2 separate regions of the Macaca mulatta genome follow, and region 1 is linked to region 2. A link is a contact called in public Hi-C data. All regions are on one chromosome and are shown on one strand. Each heading gives the region's core, a stretch centred on a gene start, on an enhancer-like site or on the middle of the called end of the contact. The rest is flanking DNA. Distances are from core to core; before and after follow the strand shown.

The links. Hi-C and Micro-C count contacts between places; a contact is called where the count stands out from the background.
Region 1: a contact with region 2 is called in a Hi-C map of fibroblasts, with 4 times the contacts expected there. The contact joins two enhancer-like sites. A contact is called at or near these places in 6 of 14 Hi-C or Micro-C datasets (CD4 T cells, blood, fetal cortex germinal zone and 3 more).

Annotation. Positions count from the first base shown.
Region 1 is chr1:14,580,340-14,583,588 of T2T-MMU8v2.0, reverse strand. No RefSeq gene overlaps it. Among named protein-coding and RNA genes, the nearest start is that of TARBP1, 20 kb to the left of the region's middle. Within about 2 kb of position 1,803, at least 11 of the 40 cell types and tissues checked have an H3K27ac peak or open chromatin away from gene starts, as enhancers often do.
Region 2 is chr1:13,992,118-13,995,692 of T2T-MMU8v2.0, reverse strand. It overlaps LOC144340223 (a long non-coding RNA gene), which reads right to left. Exons shown (of 2, transcript XR_013416018.1): 2 at 2,504-3,575. Among named protein-coding and RNA genes, the nearest start is that of TOMM20, 56 kb to the right of the region's middle. Within about 2 kb of position 1,367, at least 18 of the 40 cell types and tissues checked have an H3K27ac peak or open chromatin away from gene starts, as enhancers often do.

The DNA.
Region 1 (3,249 bases), core at 554-3,053, 590 kb before region 2:
TCTCTTCTGTAGGCAAGGATTGTTTTGCATTGTTATCCATTATGTCCAACTTATTGAGTTGTAAAATAGCTCAAAGGCCACGAAAGGTGCAGAGCCCCTATAGGATCAAAATTAGATAACCCTGAAGAGTGGGTGGGCTCTAGACCTTTTCCTACAAAGGGCTAGATAGTAAATGTTTTCGGTTTTGCAAGCCATATGGTTTTTGTACAGATATTCAACTGCCATTGAACATGCAAGTAATCTTAGACAAAATGTGAAGGGTGAATGTGGCTGTGTGCAATAAACTTTATTTACAAACACAGGTGACTAACTGGATCTGGCTTACTGGCTGTAGTTGGCCAACCCTGCTCTAAACAATGCATAATTTTCCATTGAAGCATACATTTTACCCTACAGATACAACAATAAGATGTTGTTACGGGCTGAATTGTGGCTTCCCAAAATTCCTTTGTTAAAGTCCTAACCCCCACTACCTCTGAATGTAACTGTAGTGGGACATGGGGACGTTAAAAGGATGATTAAGGTAAAATGAGGTCATGTTGGTGGGTCCTAACCCAATATAACTGATGTCCTTATAAGAAGAGAAAATTAGGACTGGGCACAGTGGCTCATTCCTGTAATCTCAGCACTTTGGGAGGCTGAGGCAGAAGGATCTCTTGAGCTCAGGAGTTCGAGACCAGCCTGGGCAACATAGTGAGACCTCCATCTTAAAAAGAAGAAGAAGAGGAAGAAGAGGAAGGAGGAGGAGGAGGAGGAGCAGAAGAAATGAAAAGAAAAAGAGAGAAGGCAACTAGGACACGGATTGGCACAGAGGGAAGACCATGTGGTGACACAGAGAGAAGATGACCATCTATAAGCCAAGGAGAGGGGCCTCGGAAGAAACACACCCTGCCAATACATTGGTCTTGGACCTTCAGCCTCCACAACTGTGAGGCAATATAATAGCCCTAGCAAACGAATACAGATGTCTTCCAATTTTAAAAAGATAGCTACATAATCATGGGTCAAGTGAACAGGACGCTACTTTTCCTTAAAATTGTTTTATTAAATGCAATATTGGCAACATACACTTCAAAAGTGGAGATAGGAGGAAGGTTTGGATGTCAAACAAGTTTAGAAACTATAGCAAACTGTAGTTCCTTCTTAGAAATCCACTACATTCTCAGTATGCATAATGCTCCTGAGATATCCTGCAATCACGTCTGTTCAACCTTTGCATAACCCTGACTTTCCCAAACTTTGAATGCCTTTTCAAAAAGAGATACAGTTCTGATGAATAAAACCATTGTTCTTGGAACACACTTTGGAAACACTAGTATGAACAAATTATGAGGCAAATATTCTAAGGATGTAAAGATGTCTGTGGACTGAGCCTTGAGAACTGTGGGATTCAGAAGGCTGGAAGGGAATACACACGTTCCAGGTAGGGGCAAAGGGAAGACTCTCTGTGGCCCGTCATGCGGGGTCATGATGTGGAAAGCAAGGCACAGAGGGGCCAGGCTGCCCAGAGCTGAGTGCTCACATTGCTGTGTGATAGGAAGGCTGGTCCTGAAGGAAGGATCAGTGCCCCCTTGTCAAAGAGAACCTGAGGCTTTCAGTGTCCAATTGTAGGATAAGGAGTGGAATTTGGAACATCTGGCCCTTGGTGTCCTCCTGGTGATCACTTCCAACAGAACTTAAACGCCCACAAAGGGTTCCTTCTATGAAGTCTCTGTCAATGGGGTGAAAGCCCGGATGGTGCGCCCAATGCCAGCCCGAAGCCACCAGATGGCGCGCGGAACCCGCAATGCACGCACGCCAGCCTTGCGTTTGTCCCCGCACTGGCCCCAGGCCTTGGGAAATGTGTCTTTCCCCTGCCTTTTTACACTTTAGGAAGCTCATCTTTAGAGATGCATGTGAAACACCCCCCGCCCCGCACAGCTGTGCTCCTCCTGCCCTTCCCCTCCTGGGACACATCGGCAGCCTTTCCCCGGTCTGAAGAGTTTCCAAGCCGAGGAGTCTCTTGCACGTTTGTTCTACTGGAACTCGAAGCCGGAAGCACTGAGCTTCCATTTTGTAACCCACAATCCCGGTGAAGTACAATCGTTAGGGAAAAAACATCTCAAGGATTGTGTGTTAGGGCAACCTCATTTCTGGCATGAAAACAAGCCCTGCAAACACTCTGTTACTCTGGTGTTCTGACTGCAAACACAGGGGGATGTAAGATTTTTAAGTAATCCCAAACCTCAGCCCTGAAGAGTTAATGATGTTCCTCATGCCACTGGGGCACGAAAGAAAGACTTGCATGTTCGGGTGGTTATGACTTGCCCAGAGCGGTGGAACGAGCCATAAGGCTGAAGGCCAAGGGATTCGGGCCACCCATGCAGTGAAATAATCCCCCAGAAATGCAGAGCCCGGAGTGGAAATGAAAGTAAAGAGAAGAGTCATTCCAGGGCATTGGCTAAACCTGACTAAACCTGACTGATCATCAAGCCTAAAGTTTGCTTGACTCCCGAAACTGCAAATCTCAGATTTGGGATGTACTGCCTAGATACCAGGAAATGACAGAAATCAAGCAGTTGGAACACTGTTCTTGTCCAACTCTGGGTCTTAAGCTCTGTTCTCATTTTCAGTTCCAAAAGCAATGAATAATTAATAAGGTAGTTTTTGAATGGAAAGCACATTTCAATGGATGGGTGATGCTTTCCGAAAGGCCTCTGACAGTTACTGTTTATTTCCTTCTTTCTTTCTCTTTTTGAAATAAAACCATGGAAGTGAAGACTGAAGCAATATTCAAATATACAACATCCCACATGTTTGACCCACCAGAGACTTGCACCAGTAATGAAAAGCAGGATCTAATATCTACCTTGTCACCTACTGTATGCCTCACACTCTGTTCCATGTTTTTATGGAAGTAATGTCTCATTTAATCCTCACAGTCATGGCTCCGTAGTTGGCACTGGCCCAGGTTTTTAGATGAGGACCCTAGTCTCCTATAAGGTTAAGCAGCTCACCCAAAGTCACACAACTAGTAAATTTGAGAATAAGGAATTGGAACTTGGTATATCTGACTTCAAAGCCTCAGTTCCTCTTCCTTTGCCCATGCATTTCACAGACTCATGGGACCTCATGGAGTTAGAAGGGATCTGGGAGGGCATTTGGATGAATGTTCTAAATAATACATGAATCTCTTTTCCAGCATTCTCTGTAAGTTGAAAGCTAAACAAGTGTGAATGTGCCTGAAATCAAAAGCTGAAGCCGAAAAAG
Region 2 (3,575 bases), core at 118-2,617:
CTCCTGCCATTGCATCTGAGGCCTCCAGTGCTAAGGGAAAAGCCCTGGGCCTCTTCCACTTTTGGCCTCCTTCTCTGCTGGGGCTGCCCCACTTTCCACAGGAGTTGGTGACGGGGCACGAGTTGGCCCCGGCAGTCCACGCCCAGAGCCCCGGGCAGGAGAGCACCTTCTCCCTTTCTTGGCCTCACCACCAGGACCGGCAGCTTTTCAATTCCCCCATCTGCAAGACAGGGACAAAGAATGCTTTGTCACCCCACCTACTTCTCACGGGTGTTATGAAACAACTGTTTGCTCGGAAAACACTTTGAGCAACTTGGGGAAAGGTGCCCGGGGCTCAGATGACGCCTGTTGCATTTGATCCAGGCCAAGAAAGTGCTGTGCCAACTAGTCATCCGGTCACCGCCGCACCCCCTGGAGGGGCGGGAGGCACAGCAGCTTCTCCTGTGTCTGCAAGCCTGTGTCACCAAGCCCGCTGGCCATGCTGCGGTCCCAGAATCTGCCCACAAGGTGTGTGCGTGTTCCTGGGGCTGCCTGAGCCGCTGGTTTCAGCAGAATCTGAGCTCTCTATGGGCCTGGACAGTGGCCTCCAAACACCCAACCTACCCTTAGCCAGGAAGAAGGGCCGAGGGTCACCTGGGGTAACCTACCTGAGCTCCTGCCCTGCAGGGCGGGGCTTAGATTTTGCTGCCAGCATCCCGGGCAGGGAGCTGGGAACAAAGGCGTGGTCTTGGCTCCCCAGCCTGGGGAGGGCAGATCGTAACCTGCAGGCAGGCAGGTGCCTCCTGAGCCGACAGCAGTGGCAGCAGCCACCTAGTTACGATGACAACCATACTTGGCCACCATCACTCTGTCCCCAAGAGGGGCCGGCCCCAACCCTGACCACGCAGGGTCCCCCAGGGCTGCCCAAGGTTGAGAACGGAGAAGAACCAAGGCGAAGGCAGGCTGAGGGCCCATGGGCACACCTCCCCTTTGGTCAACAGCTCAGTCTTAGCTTTGGACTGGACATTGGACTCAAAGGTGGGACAGGCCTCTCTCTCTCTCTGCAGCACCCACCCCAGGCTGCTGCTTCAAGATAAACCCTCTCCCTACAGGGGACTTCAGCAAGGCCTTTCGCCGACAGTGCACAGCAGACAGCATGCAGGTTTAATTATAACTCTCTCGCATAGGCAGGGCTGGCTATATACAGTATGTCTGCCTGTTACTAATTATATTTACTTTCAAACGAAGTGGGGGGAGATCTTCTGAAGATGAGTCAGAAAACAAAAAAGCCCTTCGTTGTTATGAAAGCAGGGGAACGTCTCCTGAGAGCGTCTGGAGCAGCGCTGTCACTGCCTGACAGTGGAAAACCTGAGCGCCAAGCCAGCCAACCCGGTAAACACCACATGCTGGCTTTCCTGGCCCAGCGTCCCTTCAAGCCAGAGCCTGAACTGCATACCAAGCCACAGTCGATAGGAAAGGCGTTCTCCCTCCCGGACAGAGCAGCACGTAGAGCCTGGCTGGCTCTTCCTGCAAAGACAGGGCGACTCGGCGATCTGCTGTCACCTTAATTGGGAGGCAGTGTTCCAGTTGAAACACAGCAAAGGTTTTTTCCCTCATCAAAGGAGAAGCATTCTGACCAGATGGCTGAAATGAAAAGGCTTCATCCTCAGCCTCCACACAGCCAACGGTGTTATTAATAACAACACTGCGAATGCCACAAATCACATGCGAACACCTAGAAACCCAAAATAGTCACCACATGCAGAGCAGAAGTCGTCCGCGCTTTGGCGGCGATTAGATCATTGTGCTAATTTCAGCTGGACGCGGCCTCACGCACACGCATGTGGACTCACAGCCGCGTCTGTCTGTGTGTTTGAGGTCTGCAAGTGTGAAGTGCCCGTGGCTGTTTGGGGGGAACTGGTCTCCAGGCCCCACTCAGCCATCAGCTGCCTCCTCTGAGAAGACTGCGTGGGCAGCCCTGCCTCCTCTCCATGCAGACGCCAGAGAGTAAGCCCAGCCGAGGGTGACACATCCGCCCAGGAGAGCCGTGCAAACTCACACTGTTCAGAATGGCTTTTCCAATCGTTTTTTAAACAGCCACACTTGTTTTGTTTGCTTTCTTCCAGGAAGGCTGCACTGTTTTGGAAAAGCAGGGGGAGGACATTTTTTTAAATGAGTTCACTTCCTGAGTCTTTAAAATATTTCCCCGTAGACAGAGTATTGAGAAGCTGTGGCCAGAGGACACAGCGGTCTCAGGTGGGCGGCACCCGGAGTATGAGGATGAGGGCATGTCCCCTGATGCGCGCTCTTCACAAGCCATCCGCAGGGGAACTGAAGTTGGCAACCAGACAGCAACGAAAGAGCCGGGAGAGCGTCCCTTCCCAAACCCCCACCCCACTTCCCATCACCCTCCAAGAAAATGTTTCTAAAGCCAGTTTGGAATTCGGAATGGGTTTTCCTGTTTGTCCAGGCAAGGTTGAATTATGAAATCACACTATTCAAAGGAGAAGAGAAAACATAGATATGAGAGATTAGTCACTGAAGATTTTATTAGGAAGGAATTATGACGTAGACAGCATGAATCAAAGTGCTTTTTCTCAGGCATTATTTTACCCGTTACTCGTGGTCGCCCTGTGAAGCAAATGGTGGTACGCCTATTTCACAGGTAAGGCCCCGAGAGGTGAGGCGGCAATCCCAGGGACCCTCTACCCACTCCCACAGACTAAGTCAGCTTCCCTGCTGTACCCCTTCTTAGCAATCTGCACCATTCCTTCATTGCTGGAGGCATCACTGGAAGCAAAAGTTATTTGCAGGGTGAGTTGGCCTATGTCGATCACTCCCCATTAGAATGAAAACTCCATGAAGACAGGCACTTGTCTTGTTCACGAAGGTGCCCAGACTGGGCACAGTGCCTTGAGCACAGTAGCTTTGAAGTATGTATTTATTGAAGAGATTAAAAAAAAAAAAAAAAAAGCCAGGCATGGTGGCTCCCACCTGTAATCCCAGCACTTTGGGAGGCCGAGGCAGGTGGATCACTTGAGGTCAGGAGTTCAAGACCAGCCTGGCCAACATGGCAAAACTCCATCTCTACTAAAAAATATATATATTTTATGTGTGTGTGTGTGTGTGTGTGTGTGTGTGTGTGTGTGTGTGTATGTGTATATATATATATCACGCAGTGGCGGGCGCCTGTAATCCCAGCTACTTGGGAGGCTGAGCTTGAACCCGAGAGGCAGAGTTTGCAGTGAGCCGAGATCACATGACCTCACTCCAGTCTGGGCAACAGATCGAGACTCCATCTGAAAAACAACAACAACAACAACAGAAAACAAAACAAAACAACAACAAAAAGAACCTCTTGTTCTGAAGGAAGAAAGAAGCCCAAAAAGAGAAACATGGCAGCGCTGAGCATGCCAGCAGAAACACACATGATCCTTTTCAAAACCAGTGCCACAAACCCTTCCAAATTCACAAAACCCTGGGGCCTGGAGGGCCTGGTACCTGGGCAGTGAATAGGCCTTTCCACTTCCTATCAAGGCACTGGACGGGTAGGTACAGGGAGTGTCCCCCCACATGCAGCAGATGGGGTACGAGTG